Linked DNA regions of Zea mays: all the other regions are linked to region 3. The links are chromatin contacts, called in public Hi-C maps. All regions are on one chromosome and are shown on one strand. The core of a region is the stretch at or near the end of the contact, and the rest is flanking DNA. Distances in the headings are between cores, read along the strand shown.

Region 1 (2,700 bases), core at 25-2,524, 160 kb before region 3:
ACTTGATGTCCTTCTTGATCTGCTCCACCTGCTCTTTCTTGGTGCCCTTGATGACATTGTCAGCACGGGCACCTTGGTTTGCGGCGACGAAGTCTGGGTTGAAAATGCCAGGGAGTGGCAGCATGGATTCCATGTAGGGCCTGAGCTGCTTCTGGAGGTGAAAGTCTAGGACCTTGGCCCTGGCCATGGCGTCGGCCATGTTCAGCTTGCTGATGTCCCATCCACCAAACACGATAGAGTTGGGGTCAACCTGCATGCATGATCCAAGCAATAGAATATGGCTATTATTGAAGAAATTAAAGGGATTTGCGTACATCACAGTGTCGACACAGCAAAACTGATACTTTTTTTTATCGAGGAAAATTACACATAATTAAATACGGGATAATCTTCATGTGCGTTCATGGATTGTGACGTGAATCGAGTGAAGAGGAGGTGCAGGGGGGAGAGAGCAGGATCACCATAGGCACGAGGCTCTTGAAAGGCGCGTAGACCTCCTCCCCGTTGTGGGAGCCGACCCTGATGGTGGAAGCCTGGGTCAGGGAGCCGAAGTAGTTGGCCTTGTGAACCTTCTCTTTCGTCTCCCACGAAATCCCTCTGCAAGAAAACACCATCGTCCGAATCGTGGAACAATAATATTGCAATACGGATGGAACATGGTGGAAGTGGCATTGCAGCTAATTGGATCATCAACTTACTCCCTGTTGGCGATCACCCCGGCCGTGAGCGTCGTCCCGTTGTTGCCGCCCCATCCGACGAGCATCACCCTGCAGCCAATGCATCGATCATTTGGAATGAAACGACGACGGCACGATTATTAGTCAATCGTTTATGATCGATCGACGATCGATCGATCTATCTATATATGGAGGCGGCCGGATCGATGAGTTGTTGGTTCTTCGCACCCCAGCTTTGGGACGTTGGTGCTGGTCTTGAAGTTGTAGGTGACGGACTTTGGGCGCACCACCCACCCCGCGCCGCCGCCATTCCCCGGCGGGACGACTTCGGTGGTGTCGTAGCGGTACTCCGACTGGATCTCGCCGTCGCCGTACTTCACCCGCGGGCTCTCCACCCGGAAGCTCTCCAAGAACATCTTCCGAACGGAACAGAACGCAGCAGCAGTCGACGATTGCGCGGACCCAACAGGTTCCTAGGGTTAATCCACCATTATATAGCTGCGCGCGGCGTCCACGTGGGGCGCGCCGCGGGAGCAGCGCGACCACTAAACGAGCGGTCGCGCGCGGTTTCGCCAGTGGCCTGGCCGCCTAACCACTTGTCTCTTCTACCATGCTTTCTAAATTTAGGCCATGTAGTATGGCGTTGATGGATTTTTCCACTTTGCTCAACGAATCGGAGCATGGATACTCCTTAATTTGTATAATAAATTAATAATAATCCAGACCGGAAAAAAATTCTACGTGAGGAGACGCGTGGAACTCTCATTCTCATGTATGATGTTTCGAATTGCATATATTTTTTTTTTGAACGAACGGCACGAGATTGTGCACGTTTCTATTAATAAAGAAGAGAGTGAAGCAGTGCCCAAGAGACACCGCAGGAAGGGTACATAGAGGTTACGTAATTACAGCATAGGTAAAAGCGCAAGAAGGTGCTTAGCACCTGCGACACCCCACAGCCTTGCCTCTGCCTTAATTGCTGATAGCAGATCTGCCACTGACCTCTCTTGCCTTTGGAAGGTGCGGTTGTTCCTTTCCAGCCAAATGTGCCAGACCACCAGTAGGAGCAGGGAGCGCGTTCCCTTTTTGGGCACAGCGACTGAGCCGACCATAAACCACCACTGCTTGATGGAAGTAGAGTCCGGCCAGGTAGCTGGAGCTAAAGGGCCAATGGAGAGCCAAGATGCTAGGGCGTCCCAAATTCTCCTCGAGTAGCGGCAACCAGCAATAATGTGATGAGCTGTCTCAGGGTGCCGCTTGCAAAGCGGACAAGAAGGACTGTGCGGCCATCCACGAGCTGCGAGCCTATCAGAGGTCCAAACCCGGTTGCGGATGATAAGCCAAGCGAATAGTTTGCATTTCGATGGCCCCCATGGCTTCCAAATAAGGGCTTTGAGATTGGAACAAGTGTGACCCATGAATTGAATCCGGTAAGCAGAGGCTGCAGAATATTCACCGGAGGCGTTGTAGATCCAATCGATGCGATCCTCTGTGTTCTGCACCAAGGAGACCGAATGGGCGAAGGACCAGAGCTCCACAAACTGTTTTAGATGATCCGCCGTGTGGATCGCGTGAAGATCAATGCGGTTGACCCACGTGCTGTCAGTCAAGGCCTCCCGAACAGAGAGCCTGCAGTCAGAGGAGGCAGCGAAGATGTCAGGCGCAATGTCCTTGGGTCGTCGACCGTTGACCCAGGCGCAATGCCAGAAGGAGGTCTTGGCGCCGTCGCCAATTGCGATTCTCGTGGCTGCTGCAAAGAGTAGTTTATCAGTGTCGTTGCAAGGGGTCTGTAACCCTGCCCAAGGGGCCTCTGGGACCTCCCACTCCCGCCACAGCCAGCGGAGCCGCAGCGCCCTTGCAAAGCGATGGATGTCAAGAACGCCGAGCCCCCCAAGATCCAACGGCCTCGCCACCGTCGGCCAGTTAACCTTGCACTTGCCACCAGTGAGGTTCTCATTCCCTGCCCAGAGGAAACGCTTCCTAAATTTGTCAATTTTTTCGAGCACCACCTTAGGTACATTAA
Region 2 (2,700 bases), core at 199-2,698, 180 kb after region 3:
GGAGTTTTTTTTCAAAGTGTTGACACATGATGACGGTGAAAACTAGTGCTTTATAGTAGTAAAGATAAAGAAAATTTTAGAAAAATAAAAAGTGAAAACAACATGCACAACTACTCCCGCGGATGTAAAATAATTGAGATTATGATATTGGTATTAGTTAAATTTACTAAATGTAATTAGATTTATTAAAAATATCACTATTATTTGTATGACCAAATAATTTTATTATAAAATAGATTTAAAGATCTACAAACAATATTAATTATATATAAATATTAATATTCCATTATGTGTATTAAGTCAAAGTAAAAAAACATTTAACTCTTCAAAATATAAGAACGTAAAATGTTTTGTTTAGAGAGAATAGGTGCTTTTTTTTCCAATACAGAATGTGAACGCAGATGTCGGCGTCTACAACTGAAACCCCAAACAAACATCATTAGTTGTAAACTAAGCGGTTGTCCTGATATATTACTCGCACGGTTTACACATGACTTCATTGCTTAGACCTGTCTTGCAAGCAACGAAAGAAAGAGAAGGAAAAGAAAAACTGCAAGCCATGTTGGGAGCGCAATGAATAACCAATGTTGGGAGCAAAGAGGATGTTGTGAGAATGATGTGGACCTTCGACCCTTTCCCCACAAAATTTCCATTCCACCTCACCACCCTACCCCACACCACACCGCCTCTTTGCAGCTCGTTGTTGCTGGCCTGGATTGGCGTGGTTTGAGTTGTCACCATCTCTCCCTGACTCACCAAGATAGCTAGAGGCCTAGAGCTACAGCCTCTAGTACTTGCCACAGCAATAGCACAGCAGCTTTTCTGAGTAATAAACAACACCATTGCTCTTCTCTCTTCTCGTTTCTCTCCTGTATCCAGTTGTGGCTCACCACTGCTATTCTCTCTACCAGCAAGCAGCTCCTGCCTTTTGTTTTTCAGCTCCTGCTGCAGCCTTTCCCCTCCCACCACCCACCACACCCCCAAACCCGTGCAAGAAACCAGGAGCAGCAAAGCAACCGGCGCTGCAACTTGCTCCGGTGGCTTAAAGTTGGACAGAGTGGGCTCTTGGATCACCGTTCACCGGTCCCCGACCCACCGGCGTGCCACTGTTCTTGGACAGAGGGGGCAATCATTCGCGCCGCGGCAGTAGCCAACCTCCTCCGTTCTTGGATTGGCTCACAGCGTGCGACCGTGCGGGCCCCTCGAACCGAGCAACAAGCCAAGCAAGAACACCCACTCCCCTCTCTCCGGACTCCGCATGCGATTGCTGGCTCGGTGACGCGCTGCTGGCCTATCTCAAATCCTCAACTTACTTGCCTCCTCGGTTCTTTCTTGTGCTTCATGTGGCTCCTGCAACTCGCTGCAGCACCACTTGCGCTGTGTCGCCACGCGCTGTTTCTTGAGCCTCTTTGGTAGCTTTAGTGGTTGAAGCGAGGTCTGCTCACCCGATGGTTCCGAACGGAGCAGGGGAATGCGGCGGCGGCTGCCGGCGAGGGAAAGCAGCGCACGCCGGTGTCGGCGCTGTGGCTGGTTTCTTCTTATGTCTCTTGATGGTCTGGGCAGTTGGTGGGTCTGAAAGATCAGGTTGTGGCCGGGTGGCTGAGCACCACGGGGTGGTACGGGTGGGGCAGTTCAACCTCAGCAGGAGCCAGCTGCAGGCGTTGGTGTTCCTCCTCTCATCGACACATGTACTTGCCTCCCTGTTTACTCTGTCAATGTCATCTTCTTGGTTAGATTTCGGTTGTTCTAATCAAATGGAACAATGTTGCATGTTGTTGTATGGTCACTTAATTATCTAGTGCTATTTGGAATGATGAGTCTGTTCGCTGTTGTATTTCAGTAGTATCTGTGGTAAACATGACAGTGGTAGACATGACAGGAAGGGGAGATGTAAAAGATGCTTCAATGGAACGGGCCCATTCAAATATAGTCCCCCCGCCCCCCCTCATGTTGAATTCCAGATAGATCATTCCAGTACATATTTATAAAATAGAAATATCCGTGCAAATCAGAAGAATATACATGTTAATGGAATGAAACATAGTTACTTTTCCGATGAAATATTTGTACTTCCTAGTCCAACTAAGAGTTTAAAGTATTGTTTCCAATAGATGCCTGATCAAATAGTTGTTTCTGCAGTATCATATGATCACTAGAAATCTAGAATTAACAATGTTTTTTGGGCAATATAAATTTCTATTCATTCATCATGCACAAGTTCCTCACTAGTAATTTAGTATACATTCCTCACTGTCACTTTCAACTATGTCTTTGCATTTGTTTTGTAGAAAGAATGTATGGTAAATTCTGGAATGGTCCATGATGGGAATCAAGTCAATGGTGCGTCTTTTATCCCAGATATTCGTTGCATTCGAGATAGGATATATGATGGAAAACAGAATTGGTTGAAGGATGCAATTCTTCAAGAATCTTGCACAGCACAAGATAAATATGGCCTAAATAGTCATGCACCTGCAGTATTGGAAGATAAGTTATTGCAAAATGTTATACAAGAAGACATTAATTCTACCACGCAGTGCAATGTGAGTGTTTTATGTTTCATTTTATTTTCTCTTGTACAGGCTTGGTGATTTGCAGCTTGTCTAGACTTTGCAATATAAAGCAAAGTTAGAGTTAGATTTAGTGAAACAAATAGTTTCTATAATGAATTCGCTGATCATCTGGAACCTAAATTAGTTA
Region 3 (2,700 bases), core at 21-2,520:
GACCGCGGCCATCCCATTGTTAGCGACTAGCACGCTGTGTATTGGCGAGTTACCACCAAGTGCCTTACAGAATTCATCGACCTCTGATGGAGAGGATGGATGACTCAAATTAGGCATCCCGTTCAGTATGCCGTTCAGTTGGTAGGGCTCCGCCATTATTTCACCCTGTGAAGTTCAGACCACCTGGTACGAGCAAAAGAAACAGATTGTTAGTATATTAATTATGATTACTGAGAGACGGTACTTAGATGAATATCAACAAATCACTACCACGATGCTACTCCCATTCATCATCAGACTAGTGCAAATTCATTCAGGCAAGCAATAGTTTATCAAATACCGTGAGGAAATGACAGCAAGTTAGTAGCAGAGAGTTGGCTATTTAAGCAGATCAAATGGCTCTGCACCAGCTGGTTGTATCGTGATAGAGCATAAACGCCAGCAGAATAGGGAGAGCAAGGACACAGTTTTTGATTTACTAAGCACAGTCGCAAAGGTAAGTAGGTTGACCATGTATGTGATGAGAGAAAAGTCGAGAGTAGATGTGAGTTCAAACACGAAAGGTGAATAAAGTCGAAACAAAGGGGACCAACCTCCGAACGCCAAAATACAAAACAACAAGCTCCCCTGACCAAACTGAAAAGGAAACCTACAGCTTCCTGTACTTGACAAGTTCCGATCGCCCGCAAGAGGTAGGATCTCTCCCTCCCCAAACCCCATTTGACACGCCCACAGCCTGCTCGAGAAAAAAACCCAACCGAGTGCCAATCGCCGCTGGGGAAGCAGGAGCGATCTAGTACCGGCGGCGCTGCCAGAAATCGCATTTGGTGAGCTGGATTGGGCTGGGGGACGGCAGCCTGCGCACGGCGCGACGCAAAATTCGAACATCCCGAGCGGAGCTGAGCTGAGCTGCCAGCGAAAACGGAGCAGAGAAAAACTGAGAGAGATTATACGTACGCACGCAGTTGCAGAGGCGTGGCTTGCGTTCGGCCGATCGCCGCCGAGGGGGAGGAGGAGGAGGAGAGGAAGGAGGAGTAGGATATGGGCAGCAGTGCGATCCAAGGGGCGCCTTAAATGCGTGCCGTTGAGCTACAGCAGCGCGTGCTCCCTCCCAGCCACCGCGGGAAGGGAGAGGGGGGCGCGACAGAAGGAGGTGGTGGTACGCCCCGGGCCGTGGCGACGCCGCTTGTGCTGCCTGCAGCAGCTGCCGCGCCAGCGGGGGGCTTTTAACTGCCCGCAGCGGTGGACCAGAGAGCTGCCGGGTAGAGAGAGAAGGCGGAAGGCGTGATGAGGAGGAGACTGGCATGTGGCAACAACAGGACAGGAGTGTGGTGAGGAGAGAGATGGAATTTGACTGGGAGATGGGAGGGAAGGAGAGATGGTTGGGGGTTGGATCAACTAACCCCCAACCCCAGCGGGTGCATCGCATCATCGTGACGCTGTCTCCCTCTTCAATATCAATCAATCAATGACATGTGATGACTCCATGGAATAGTAATTATCTGCATATATGTACTCTCTGCATTTTTAGGTTTTAAGAGTACTTCTAGAACACAAAAAAAATTATAAGAATTCGATAGAAATCTCATTTGCATCGGTTTATTTTTGCATAAAAAGTCATAGAAAAAATATTGTATTCTAAGGAGGCTCCAATTAAAGTAGAGTTCTTCTTTATGCAAAATTTCATGATCGTTGGCAAAATGTATTCCTTTCGTTATTTTTTATTTATCGTATTTTAGTTTATAAATAAACTAACGGATAACATATATTTGAGAACGGAGGTAGTATATAAAATTAAAACTCGTATCCAAATTGGGAAAAAACATTTTGATTTTAGAAGAAAAACTCATGATTTTGAGGGACCATATTAATATAGTAGCGTACTACGAACCTATTTGTTCCTTAACCATAATGTGATAATATCATGTCACATGTTAGTAGTGCATAGGTATGTTGGCAGTTTTTTTGGTTTAGTCGTCTCATAATGTGTCGTACTTTTTTAGCACTATATACCATCCGTTGTAGACCCGTTTTTATGCTAAAGTGTGTCACGAGCTACTGTTTACCAAAGGTTAAGCGTGGTTAGCACCAACCAAACTGGCCCTGCGTGTAAATACAATTGCAATTTGTCGACAAATGCTCTACCAACATGGCTATCGCTACCAGGGGGTGTTTGAATACACTAAAATTAATAGTTAGCTATTAAAATTAGCTGAGGCGTTCTAACAGTCTAACTAATAGTTTATCTATTAGCTACTTTTAGTAAATTAGCTACTAGTTAGCTAGATATTTGTTAGCTAGCTAAGGGTTTGTTTGGTTGGGTTGTGGCTGTGAAAAAAGCTGACGTGGGTTGTGAGCTGTAATAAAGCTAATGAGGGTTATGAGCCGTTAAAAGCTAAAACAGTTTGGTGATAACCACTAAAAGCCGTTAAAAGTTCTTCAATATATGTTTTCACAGTTCCATCTGAAAGCCACTAAGAGCAGGTCCAAGGGTGCTTTCAGTTATGCATTGCGAGAATGTCGGCTTTTAGAAAAAAAAACTGCTTCCTGGATCCATTCTTTTGGTTTGGCTTTTAGGGGGCAAAAGCCAAAAACTAAACCAAACACACCCTAATTCTATTAGCAATTTTTAGGCCCTATTTAGAACACCTAGAGCTAAGTTATTAGCTGGATTGAGCCGGTTAATGAATTAATGGTTAG

The links. Hi-C and Micro-C count contacts between places; a contact is called where the count stands out from the background.
Region 1: a Hi-C map of endosperm shows a contact between it and region 3, with 2.8 times the contacts expected there. The contact joins the promoter of LOC100381529 here to the promoter of LOC100193636 in region 3. A contact is called at or near these places in 7 of 25 Hi-C or Micro-C datasets (ear, endosperm, leaf and 2 more).
Region 2: a Hi-C map of leaf shows a contact between it and region 3, with 4 times the contacts expected there. The contact joins the promoter of LOC541642 here to the promoter of LOC100193636 in region 3. A contact is called at or near these places in 2 of 25 Hi-C or Micro-C datasets (endosperm and leaf).

Annotation. Positions count from the first base shown.
Region 1 is chr5:39,917,236-39,919,935 of Zm-B73-REFERENCE-NAM-5.0, forward strand. LOC100381529 reads right to left here and starts at 1,275. Exons shown (of 10, transcript NM_001361440.1): 1 at 906-1,275; 2 at 699-767; 3 at 462-597; 4 at 3-250. The coding sequence starts at 1,093.
Region 2 is chr5:40,258,859-40,261,558 of Zm-B73-REFERENCE-NAM-5.0, forward strand. It overlaps LOC541642 (histidine kinase 3), which reads left to right and starts at 1,449. Exons shown (of 13, transcript NM_001111397.1): 1 at 1,449-1,688; 2 at 2,289-2,543. The coding sequence starts at 1,449.
Region 3 is chr5:40,078,776-40,081,475 of Zm-B73-REFERENCE-NAM-5.0, forward strand. LOC100193636 reads right to left here and starts at 1,271. Exons shown (of 32, transcript NM_001358855.1): 1 at 958-1,271; 2 at 1-183. The coding sequence starts at 156.